Regions from separate parts of the Pan troglodytes genome. Here region 2 is linked to region 1. A link is a contact called in public HiChIP or PLAC-seq data. All regions are on one chromosome and are shown on one strand. The core of a region is the stretch at or near the end of the contact, and the rest is flanking DNA. Distances in the headings are between cores, read along the strand shown. Region 1 holds the start of GALR3 (galanin receptor 3). Region 2 holds the start of C22H22orf23 (chromosome 22 C22orf23 homolog).

Region 1 (6,342 bases), core at 3,745-6,244:
CCTTTATCATTAACGACATGAAACTAGCCCTACGTCTCTCTCTGACGTCCTGCACCTCCAGCCCACCCATTTGCCTGTTATCTTGGGATGAACAATATGAGCTGGGCTCTGGCCCAGCCCTGCAGGATCTGAAAGCTGGGATTCAGGGAATCCTAGCCTGCGATCCGGAGGACCTTGCTGCTGGGGTCCAGGAGCTGGGGAAGGGGTGGGTGTGGGGAGCCGGTGTGAGGGTGGAAGGCAGCCTGGCTGGGGTAGCTGTGGCCACATTAGCGGCAGGAACATTTGCAGCCCACCACCACCGGCTAGGGCACGTGGCACCAGGCGCGCTGCTGCAGGGGATGTGCACAAGGGCTCAACCAGTAATGTCGAGCCAGCAGCTTGATGAGCATGGTCTGCTCTAGTCGGCAGCTCATGTTAAGCGCCACGGGCAGCTGCGGGGTGACGTGTGGCAGTCGGTGTGGTGCACCCGGCGGGGCCAGAACAGAGGGCCCAGGTCCACCCAGACCGACGTGAGGCGGCACGAGGCGAGATCCAGACAGCGGCGCAGAAAGTGCGTCGCCGCCCCTGTGGCTCCCAGGAGCCGCCGCTGGCGTTGCCCTGCTGCGCTGGCAGCGCCGCGACCCCCTGGGCTAGCCGATCGCGGTAGGGCTCCACGCCGTTGGCCAACCCGCGGCTCAGCGTGTCCTGCTGCACCAGCCCGGGTCCGCCGCCGCGCTTCTTCCGCAGTCATCCAGAAGGTGTCTGTAGGAGGCGCAGCAGCCGCTCTGGGTGCACGTGTTTCGGCTTGGGCGCCTACCGGTAGTCGCCGGCCGCCCACGACAAGCTGTAGGGCCACGCGGGGCGGGAGGGCCGGCCGTGGATCAGCTGCAAGTCTGCGTTCTGCAGAATCAGAGGCTCTGGGGACCGCCCCAAGGGCGCAATGTCCTTGTTCTCTGCGTCGCGCACGGGGTTCAGGGCCGCGGGCTACCAGAAGCGGCAGTAGTGGTGGATGGAGGTGGCACCGGGCGCACCCAAGGTCTAGGCTCACGGCCGCGCTCTTTATGGCCGCCTGTTCCTTCCTCCTTCCCTCCACCTCCGCTCTCATATCAGCTTAGCCTTGCCGCTGCTGGGAGCTCATCGCCCTAGGCCAAGAAGGACCTTGTGGGCAGGGGCCTCCCAAGGGCCAGGAGTGCAAAGTCATGAATCTCAGATGCTTTCCAGCCCGTTCCAGGGTTCAGGCATGCACATTCGTCCAGGATTCTGGGAGTCTAAGGGTGCGTTACTTTCACGCAGTGGTTGTAGATCTGTCAAAGGTTCTAAAATCCCACCAAGCTGAGTCTCGCCATTCAGGGATCATAAGAGTCTACAATTCCGTTGCGCAATTCAATTCTGAATTCAATTCAGAATTAATTCAATTCTGGCCGGGCGCGGTGGCTCACGCCTGTAATCCCAGCACTTTGGGAGGCCGAGGCGGGCGGATCACGAGGTCAGGAGATCGAGACCATCCTGGCTAAAACGGTGAAACCCCGTCTCTACTAAAAATACAAAAACAAAACATTAGCCGGGCGTGGTGGGCGCCTGTAGTCCCAACTACTCGGGAGGCTGAGGTGGGAGAATGGCGTGAACCTGGGAGGCGGAGCTTGCACTTGCAGTGAGCTGAGATCACACCACTGTACTCCAGCCTGGGCAACAGAGCGAGACTGTCTCAAAAATATATATATATATATTAATTCAATTCTGAAGCTTCTGAATTCAGGTTTGGCAAGTCTAGATTAGATTCCTAATAGTTTCAATTCCGTGAGACTCTGCTTCCAAAAATTGAGGATTTTCTGCATCTAAAGAAGGTGACATCAGGCTCTATAGAGGCACCTCTGAGCCCTCGTGAAAACCCCGGGGCCTTTGAGGAGCTGGTTCTTTTCTTTTCTTTTTTTTCTTTCTTTTTTTTTTTTGAGTCTTGCTCTGTTGCCCAGGCTGGAGTGCAGTGGCACAGTCTCTGCTCACTGCAACCTCCGCCTCCCGGGCTCAAGCCATTCTCCTGCCTCAGTCGTCCCAAGTAGCTGGGATTACAGGTGTGCACCACCATACCTGGCTAATTTTTAGTAGAGATGGGTTTCACCATGTTGGCCAGGCTGGTCTTGAACTCCTGACCTCAAGTGATCCAACTGCCTTGGCCTCCCAAAGTGCTAGGATTACAGACATGAGCCACCACGCCTGGCCTTAAGGAGCTAGTTCTGAGCATCTACCGAGTCCTGGCTCCACCAGCGCCCCTCACACTGTTTTCTCTCCCCTTACGCACTTCCCCTTGATGCTCCCCAACCCCACCCCCAGCTTCTAAAAACACTACACTCAGCCCCTCCACCTCTCCCCTCCCTTCCTTAACTCACTGCAGACTGCCTTTTGCCCTCAAAACACCTGTCCAGTTTACCAGCAGCCTCCTCATTGCTGAATCCAGTGTACCTTGCTCCCCAGGTGCTAGCCTCCCTAACCCTCTGGAGGCATTTGGCCATGTGGCCCCTCCTCCACACAGTTCAGGACAGAACTCCATGACCAAATCACACAGCCGTTCACCAAGACCTATTCACCTCTTTGGCTCTTGCCTAGACGAGAGGCTCCTAACAGGTCACTCATCAGATCTCTCCCCCTCTGTCCATCCTTTTCACCCCGGGCAATAATAGACTTTTTTTTTGAGACAGAGTCGCTCTGTTGCCCAGTCTGGAGTGCGAGCGATCTCGGCTCACTGCAACCACCACCTCCCAGGTTCAAGCGATTCTCGTGCCTCAGCCTCCTGAGTAGCTGGGATTACAGGTGTGAGCCACCATGCCCAGCTAATTTTTGTATTTTTAGTAGAGGCAGGGTTTTGCCATGTTGGCCAGTCTGGTCTCGAACTCTTGACCTCAGATGATCCGCCCACCTCGGCCTCCCAAAGTGCTAGGATTACAGGTGTGAGCCGCTGCGCCTGGCCCATAACAAACTTCTTACAAAAGATAATGTGGGGGAAAAAAAAGAAAGAAAGAAAGAAAATGTGCGGGTCATGTCTCTGCTGTAGAATCTTAGTAGTTCCCCGTTGCTATCAGGTAAAGCCAGACTTTTTGGACAGGTACCTAAACCATCTGGGCTCCAGCTGGACTAAGGCTCTGGAAAGAGCTTCCAGAGAAGGATCTCAGGATTTGCAGAGCCTGAGGGAGGAGTCTCTGGAGTCTGCCGAAAGGAGACTCAAGTCCTGGTTTCCCACTCCAGGAAACCCCAGTCAAGACTAGGAATCCTTTTTTTTTTTTTTTTGAGACGGAATCTCGCTCTGTCGCCCAGGCTGGAGTGCAGTGGCACGATCTTGGCTCACTGCAACCTCCAACCCCTAGCTTCAAGCAATTCTCTGCCTCAGCCTCCCGAGCAGCTGGGATTACAGGTGCCCGCCACCACACCCAGCTAATTTTTGTATTTTTAGTAGACATGGGGTTTCATCATCTTGGCCAGGCTGGTCTTGAACTCCTGACCTCATGATCCACCTGTCTTGGCCTCCCAAAGTGCTGGGATTACAGGCATGAGCCACCGCGCCCAGCCTCTTCTTTTTTTTTTTTTTTTTTGAGACAATGTCTCACTCCATCACCTAGGCTGGAGTGCAGTGGCGTCATCTTGGCTCATTGCAACCTCCACCTCCCAGGTTCAAGCGATTCTCCTGCCTCAGCCTCCAGAGTAGCTGGGATTACAGGCGCCCGCCACCACGCTCAGTTAATTTTTGTATTTTTAGTAGAGACAAGGTTTCGCCACATTGGCCAGGCTGGTCTCGAATTCCTGGCCTCAAGTGATCTGCCTGCCTCGGCCTCCCAAAGTGCTGGGATTACAGACGTGAGCCACCATGCCCGGCCTAGGAACCTTTTCTAAACATGGATTGGAGCAAGAAGGTGCAGGGATAGGGGATGGAGTCACATCAGGCTGGGCCACAGGAGGTGGGAGTGCCAGAGACTGGCTGGGCCCTGGGCACAGAGGGGTTAACTACAAAGCAAATCACAGAGAGCGAGATCAATGGGTTACTGGCTGCAGAGAGAGGAAAAGGCAGCAGCAACGCAGAGAGGCAGAGAAGAGCCAGGCAGAAGAGCCTGCCACCTGGGGGAAATCAGGGACTGAGGAGGAAGTGGCCAGTGGCTACTCCAGAGGGAGTGCCCAACTCCGGCTCAGCAGAGGGGGCAGAGGAGAGGAGGGGCCTTAAAGGCAAAGGGGGAGAAGTAGAAGGCAGACCAGTACCTGCAGGGAGGCACCGAGGGGCAGCCGCTGAATCAGGAGGCCCACCCAGCCTGGCCATTCCACCCAGGATCAAGCCCACTGCCCAAGGCGGAGGTGGGTGTTGCCCATCCTGGGCTTTGGGGACCTACTGCATGCTGGGTGCTGGGGTGGGGGCAGACATTGCCTTTCTTCCCTACTCCCTGCCTGACCCCCCTTTCCCCTACTTTGTCCCACCACCCCAGTGGTCTCAAGCCTGCAAGGAGATCCACAGGTAGTAGGAGACATGGGCTGTAGAGTGGGATGGGGGTGAGCATGGGTGCGGTGTGCACACACACACAGGTTGTCAGAGGCACCACCTGTTACAGGCTCTCAGATGAGCACTCTAGCTTAAGAGGCAGGATACCAGGGTGGCAACAGCCCCAGAGCTGCCATTTCGAGTGTGATATTATCCTCCCATGTCCCCTCTCTGGGCCTCGATTTCCCTATGTGCAGAGAGGGAGCAGTGACCTACACGGTCTTCCCAGTTTTGCCATTGTGATGATCTCACTATACTGGACCCTCCAATGACTCAGGGATGTTACCCGTGTTTTGCTAAGGCTACAGCTTGTAGCCAGAGAAAGCCCTAAACCCATGTCCCAGGGTCTCCCCTGAGCTTCAGATCCCCATTGAGAAGGAAAATATACCAGTTTCTGGGTTTGGCCCCTCCCCCCATCGCCATATCTTCATCCTACTTCGCTTGTGCCTTCCCCAGCCTCGTGGGTTGAAAGTGTCCCTCAAATACCTAGGTAGTCCTCCAGGCAGGACTCCAGGGGTGTTCCTTAGGAAACTGAGGAACTCTCACCCCTTGAACACCACGAGCTTGCTCACACAGTGACACTCAGCGATGACTTTGGCTCTGCTCTCCCCTCCTCCATCTCCCACGAGCTTCCAGCCCAGAACACCTGGCCAGACCCAGGTCGGGGGAGTTAGATCCCGGGGTCAAGCAACCAGAACTGGGGGCTCTTGCCTGAGGACTCCAGCTTCTCTTCCCAGGTGCCCGTCTGATGGGGAGATGGCTGATGCCCAGAACATTTCACTGGACAGCCCAGGGAGTGTGGGGGCCGTGGCAGTGCCTGTGGTCTTTGCCCTAATCTTCCTGCTGGGCACAGTGGGCAATGGGCTGGTGCTGGCAGTGCTCCTGCAGCCTGGCCCGAGTGCCTGGCAGGAGCCCGGCAGCACCACGGACCTGTTCATCCTCAACCTGGCGGTGGCTGACCTCTGCTTCATCCTGTGCTGCGTGCCCTTCCAGGCCACCATCTACACGCTGGATGCCTGGCTCTTCGGGGCCCTCGTCTGCAAGGCCGTGCACCTGCTCATCTACCTCACCATGTACGCCAGCAGCTTCACGCTGGCTGCTGTCTCCGTGGACAGGTGCGCTGTGCCTGGGGCCTGGCTGGGCAGGGCTGTGGGGGCGGGGGTTGGGGGAGGAGTCCTGAACAGATCCTCACTGGCCTTAGGAAGGAGAGAGTGGGGGACCAGAAAGGGAGGTGGGTGGGAGGAAACAAAAGCTCCCTGACCCCTCGCAAGCAGCCTCTGGGCACCTGCAGGGCGTGCTTGAGGGGACTGTCCTGCCCTTCCCCTCTTCCACTGTGAACTTCCAGAGGACGCCTCTGAGTCTCAAGTGGCAGCACAGGGTCTGGCACATAGTAAGTGCTCTGTAAGCGCGAAATGAATCGCAAAAGAAGCTCACGAATGCGTTCATCAGTTTTTTTTGTTTTGTTTTGTTTTTTTTTTTTTTTGGATCTTGGCTCACTGCAACCTCTGCCTCCTGGGTTCCAGCGATTCTCCTTCCACAGCCTCCCGAGTAGCTGGGATTACAGGCCACCACACCTGGCTAATTTTTTGTATTTTTAGTAGAAACGGGGTTTTGCCATGTTGGACAGGCTGGTCTCGAACCCCTGACCTCAGGTGATCCGCCCGCCTCGGCCTCCCAAGTGCTGGGATTACAGGCGTGAGCCACCGCGGCCAGCCCAGCTATTTTCTAACTGCCCACACCTGGCCAAGCTGTGCACACATCTGCTTCCACAGCTTGAAACTTGGGGTCAAATCCAGGCTCACTCCAGCTGATGACCCTGGGCAAGTCACTTCTCTCTGGACCTCATCTGA
Region 2 (5,866 bases), core at 1,467-3,966, 130 kb after region 1:
GGGCGACAGAGAGAGAGACTCATCTCAAAACAAAACAAAACAAAAAAGTTGGCCAGGCGTGGTGGCTCACTCCTGTAGTCCCAGCACTTTGGGAGGCCGAGGTGGGCGGATCATGAGGTCAGGAGATCGAGACCATCCTGGCTAACATGATGAAACGCCATCTCTACTAAAAATACAAAAAATTAGCCGGGCGTGGTGGTGGGCACCTATAGTCTCAGCTACTTGGGAGGCTGAGGCAGGAGAATGGCATGAACCCGGGAGGCAGAAGTTGCAGTGAGCCGAGATTGCGCCACTGCACTCCAGCCTGGGCGACAGAGTGAGACTCTGTCTCAAAAAAAAAAAAAAAAAAGGTTTTGTGGAGATGAGGTCTTGTGGCTTGTGGTGTTGCCCGGGCTGGTCTTGAACTCCTGGGCTTAAGCCATCCTCCCACCTCAGCCTCCCAGTGTTGGAATTACAGGCATGAGCCACGTGCCCGGCTGTCTTTGTTTTTTTTTATATGAGGTCCTCTCTCCCTTAACATGGAGAAGCATTAAAAGTGTGGCCCCAGATCCCTCTGTCCAGGAAGCCTCTGTGGACTGCCCCTTACTTTTCATGATGTCCATGATGTGGCGCTGCTGGATGTTCGTCAGTTTGGATTCCTTCATCATCACTGCACGACAAAGCATTCTATGAGGTCTCTTGGGCTGCAAGCGGATGCCTTCACCTGACACCCTACTGAAATTTAAAACCCTACATCCTAGCCCCATTCTGCACTGAGCATGCCTTCTCTATCTTTCCTGCTTTGTTTTTTCTATAGCACTTACGACCACCTAAAATTCTATATATTTTATTTTATTGTTATCCTTCTATATTAGCTGTATGATAAGAATTTTTGCTGGTTTAATAAAATTTCTGCCCTCTGTTAAATATTTTTTCCTCTTTCTCTTTTTTTTTTTTTTTTTTTTTTTTTGAGATGGAGCTTCCATCTTGTTGCCCAGGCTGGAGTGCAGTGGCGCGACCTCAGCTCACTGCAATCTCCACCTCCTGGGTTCAAGGAATTCTCCTGCCTCAGCCTCCCGAGTAGCTGGGATTACAGACATGCGCCACCACGCCCGGCTAATTTTGTACTTTTAGTAGAGACTGGGTTTCTCCATGTTGGTCAGGCTGGTCGTGAACTCCTAACCTCAGGTGATCTGCCCACCTTGGCCTCCCAAAGTGCTGGGATTACCGGCTTGAGCCACCTCATTTTCTTTCACTGCTGTATCCCCAGCACCTAAAACAGAGTCTAAGGCACATGGTAGACTTAAAAATGCTGTTGTTGGAAAAAAACAAAAAAGTTGTTGAGTAAAAGAACACATGAACACTTGTTCATCATGTTTCAGGGGCTGGAGCTACAATTGTGAGCCGAAACAGGCACGGTTCCTGCCTGATGAAATTCATGATCTGGAGGGATAGATGGGACACCAAATAACTGACTACAGCTTGTGCTAAGCCCAGTGAAGGAAAATGTGTGAGGGCGCATAACAGTTGATCCTACTGTGGTGGTGAGGAGCAGAAGTCTTCCTCGGGAAAGTTGAAAGTATGATCTAAAGGATGCATAGGAGTTAACTACTCTAAAAATTTTAGTTCTTTGACTTTTGGCAAGGTGTAGCACCTTGAACCTTCCCCTCCCCCCCGCCCCGCCCCGCCCCGCCCCCAACTAAGGCATATGCAGTAGAATTTTGAAGCTTTCTGAACCCCAGGCTCCTTATCTGTAAAGGAAAATAGTGCTAAGCCATAGGTCAGGTATGGGGGAACTGAGTTACAGAGGGTAACTACCACCATTCTTCTCTCATCCTTTAACTCAGGGGTCCCCAACCCCCCGTCCGTGGACTGGTACCAGTCCCTGGCCTGTTAGGAACCGGGCCGCACAGCAGGAGGTGAGCGGCAGGCTAGCGAGCCTCACCGCCTCCTTTCAGGTCAGTGACGGCCTTAGATTCTCATAGGAGCGCGAACCCTATTGTGAACTGCGCACGCGAGGGATCTAGGTTGCACGCTCCTTATGAGAATCTAATACCTGATGATCTGAGGTGGAACAGTTTCATCCCGAAACCATTCTCCACACCTCCGTCAGTGGAAAAATTGTCTTCCACGAAACCGGTCCCTGGTGCCAAAAAGGCTGGGATCGCTGCTTTAACGCACTGACCTCTGAGCAGCTCGCAGGTCCCCGGGGTGTAAGTGGTGGTCTTGGGGCGGCGCCGGAACCCAGTTCCTTTGGTCACTACCTCCATCTGCTTCTGTGAAGCCATGGGAGGACTCTGAGGAGGGAAAGACGCAATGACACACCCCCTGTCTCCTGTCCCTAATCTCTGTTCCCCGACGCCCAACACCCCCAGAAGTCTGGAAGCGGGGATCGAGCCAGAGAATGATGCCGCCAGTTAATATTGCGACAGTGCCCAAACCTCCCATCCAGACACACAGATACACACACACAGTCCTCATTCTGACCCAGCGCCTGTGGCAGGGAAGTCTCCTCGGGAGGGAGTGTTAACACAGCCATGGTCACAACAGTACCCACTGAGTGATATGCCAAAATTGAAATTTCACCCTAAGACCCTCTCTGGGTGCTCCCCTCTCCACATAGAAGTGGGCTCCCGGAGGCGGTGACCACTGCTTTACAGCCGCATCCGCACCGGTGCCACGCAGAAATACTGCGCGACCTGGGCTGCTGGAGCTGGCAGCTAGCGCCTCTGGCTACTATAGAAACGCGCGCACACCAGTCAGCGCATGCGCACTTTCCCCGCTCTGTCCTGCCTCCCGGAAGTGATTTCCTCTGGGTTACGGCGCAGGCGCAAGATAAGCTAGGAGCCGCGCGAGTCGTAGTGTCGCTGTTTGCGGGTCTCCGCGCGGGACCGGGGCGCAGCGGGGTCGCTGAGGCGAGGGTGTCATGTCAGACAACGAGGACAAGTGAGTGCGGGAGCGGAGTGGCCTTTGCGGCAACCTTGGAAGGGGCGGATGAGGCAAGGCTTGGGTCGGCTGAGGAGCCTGGCGTCTAGGGCAATGTCTGAGGGGACTGGGGTCCTGAGGGGGCCGGCGGAGCCGAGGAAGGGAAGGGCGGGCGACCCAGGAGCACAGCCCCGGCTGGAGGCACAGGAGGGCCCAGGCTCGAGGGTCCAGAGGGGATCCGTAGAAAAGGTGTCCTTCAGCAAATGTTCCAGCGAGCCGGGCTCTGTGTCATGCAGTGGGAATATTGAGGTGAATGAACAATCGTCCCTGCCTTTCCACGTGCTCACTTTCTAGAACAGGGGTCACAGGCCCATAAGTAAGCAAGCAAGCAGGTAACGGTGGTCGCGTGAGCTTCCCCAGTTCTAGAAGTATGTAGTATAGGAGTACTCCAGAGGAGGGTCTGGGGCAGCTCCACCGGGTGGCATTAAATAAAAGTATGGGACGGTCCTTTGCAGTATTTTTTTTTTTTTTTTGAAACAGAGTCTTGCTCTGTCGCCCAGGCTGGAGTGCAGTGGCGCGATCTCGGCTCACTGCAGCCTCCGCCTCCGGGGTTCAAGGGATTCTCCTGCCTCAGCCTCCCGACTAGCTGGGATTATGGGCGTGCACCACCACGCCTTGCTAATTGTTTGTAGTTTTAGTAGAGACGGGTTTCACCATGTTGGCCAGACTGGCCTCGAACTCCTGAGCTTGTGATCCACCCGCCTCGGCCTCCCAAAGTGCTGGGATCACAGGCGTGAGCCACCGTGCCCGGCCTGCTTGTAGTAATCTAGATGAGAGAAGTCAGTAGCTTATAGTAGGGTGGTAGGAGTAGAGGTGGTGAGAACTGGTTTTGAATTCTGGATATATTACTGTTTTAAAGATAGAGCCCAAAAATTACCTGTTGGATGTGTGGGTGCAAAGAGAGCTAGTCTGAGGATAAAAATAAGAAACGTGTGGGATTGCTACCGCATTCCCAGTGAGTGTCAGTAGAGAAGAGGAGATGACCCGTGGCTGAGCATTAGGGCATTTGGACATTGAGTGCTTGGGGGAAAAGAGAAGCCGGGGAGGTGGGGGAACACCAAGAGGGTGAGGTGTCCTTGGAGTCAAGTGAGGAGAGCAAGTGGCCTAATGTGCCAGCTGATAGATCAGGCTAAATGAGAAGGAGAGTTGGCCATTGGATTTAGCAACGTGGAGATCATTAATGAGCTTGGAAAGTGGTTTTGATGGAGCTGTTGGGGTGAAAGGCTTTTTGGAGTGAGATTATGACAAAATGGGAAGAGGAAGATAGTGAGGGTGGACAGCTCTTTCACACATTTTTGCTTCAAAGGACACCATGGAATTAGGGCTATAGGGGGAGAGAGAAGAGAAATAAGGGTTTTTTGTTTGTTTGTTTTTGTTTTTTTAGATGAGGAAAAGCACATGTTGAAATGCTGATGGGGCCGGGTGCTGTGGCTTACACCTCTAATCCCAGCACTTTGGGAGGCCGAGGAGGGTGGATCACCTGAGGCCAGGAGTTCGAGACCAGCCTGGTCAACATGGTGAAACCCCATCTTTACTAAAAATACAAAAATTAGCTGGGCATGGTGGCGTGTGCCTATAATCCCAGCTACTCGGGAGGCTGAGACAGGAGAATTGCTTGAACCCAGGAGGCGGAGGTTGCAGTGAGCCAAGATCACGCCATTGCACTCCATCCTGGACAACAGAGCGAGACTTTGTCTCAAAAAAAAAAAAAAATGCTGATGGGAATGATCCAGTAGAGAGGGAAACAGTGATGACGAATGAGTACTAGCAATATTTGGGGGCAGATGGGGAAAAATTGAAGGGGTAAAATGGAACAAAAGTCGGATTTACTTCTTCTTCTTCTTCTTATTTTTTATTTTTTGAGAAGGAGTCTCACTGTGTCACCCAGGCTGGAGTGCAGTGGGGTGACCGTGGCTCAGTGCACCCTCCGCCTCTCGGGTTCAAGCAATTCTTGTGCCTCAGCCTCCTGAGTAGCTGGGATTACAGGCGCCCACGACCACACTCGGCTAATTTTTTTGTATTTTTAGCAGAGACGAGATTTCTCCATGTTGGCCAGGCTGGTCTTGGACTCCTGACCTCAAGTGATGCACCCACCCCGGCCTCTCAAAGTGCTGGGATTACAGACGTGAGCCACTGCACCCAGCTGATTTACTTATTAAGTAAATATTTATTGAGTGCTTCCTACACACTGGGCGAGACACAGATCTCTGCCCTCTTTGATTTTTTTGTTTGTTTGTTTTTTGTTTTGCGGTGGCGGGGGGTTTTTGAGACGGAGTTTCACTCTTGTTGCCCAGGCTGGAGTGCAATGGCGTGATCTCAGCTCACCACAACCTCCGCCTCCTGGGTTCAAGTGATTCTCCTGCCTCAGCCTCCCAAGTAGTTGGGATTACAGGCATGTACCACCACCACTCCCGGCTAATTTTGTATTTTTAGTAGAGATGGGGTTTCATCATGTTGGTCAGGCTGGCCTTGAACTCCACCCGCCTTGGCCTCCCAAAGTGCTGGGATTACAGGCTTAATCCCAGAGCCACAATACAAAGCCACCATGCCCGGCCTCTGAATTTTTTTTTTTTTAATTTTTCTTATTTATTTTGAGACAGGTCCTTGTTCTGTCACCCATGCTGGAGTACAGCGGTGCAATCTTGGCTCGCTGCAACCTCCACCTCCTGGGTTCAAGCAATTCTTGTGACTCAGCCCCCCAAGTAGCTGGTATTACAGACATGTGCCACCATGCCCGGCTAATTTTTGTATTTTTAGTAGAGATGGGGTTTTGCCTTGTTGGCCAGGCTGGTCTTGAATTCCTGGCCTCAAGTGATCCACCCACTTCAATCTCCGAAAGTACCAGGATTACAAGTGTGATCCACCGTGCCCGGCCCCTCTTTGATTCTTTTAAGTGATGCTC

The links. HiChIP or PLAC-seq counts read pairs in DNA pulled down with a chosen protein or histone mark.
Region 2: a contact with region 1 is called in an H3K4me3 HiChIP or PLAC-seq map of stem cell-derived excitatory neurons, with 7 times the contacts expected there. The contact joins the promoter of C22H22orf23 here to the promoter of GALR3 in region 1. A contact is called at or near these places in 1 of 7 Hi-C or Micro-C datasets (stem cell-derived neural progenitor cells) and 1 of 1 datasets of contacts at active chromatin or transcription factors (stem cell-derived excitatory neurons).

The regions. Positions count from the first base shown.
Region 1 is chr23:39,829,188-39,835,529 of NHGRI_mPanTro3-v2.0_pri, forward strand. It overlaps GALR3 (galanin receptor 3), which reads left to right and starts at 4,995. Exons shown (of 2, transcript XM_525589.7): 1 at 4,995-5,607. The coding sequence starts at 5,081.
Region 2 is chr23:39,962,582-39,968,447 of NHGRI_mPanTro3-v2.0_pri, forward strand. C22H22orf23 (chromosome 22 C22orf23 homolog) reads right to left here and starts at 2,717. Exons shown (of 7, transcript NM_001280139.1): 1 at 2,566-2,717; 2 at 2,165-2,276; 3 at 587-649. The coding sequence starts at 2,267. It overlaps POLR2F (RNA polymerase II, I and III subunit F), which reads left to right and starts at 2,781. Exons shown (of 6, transcript XM_016939157.4): 1 at 2,781-2,925. The coding sequence starts at 2,906.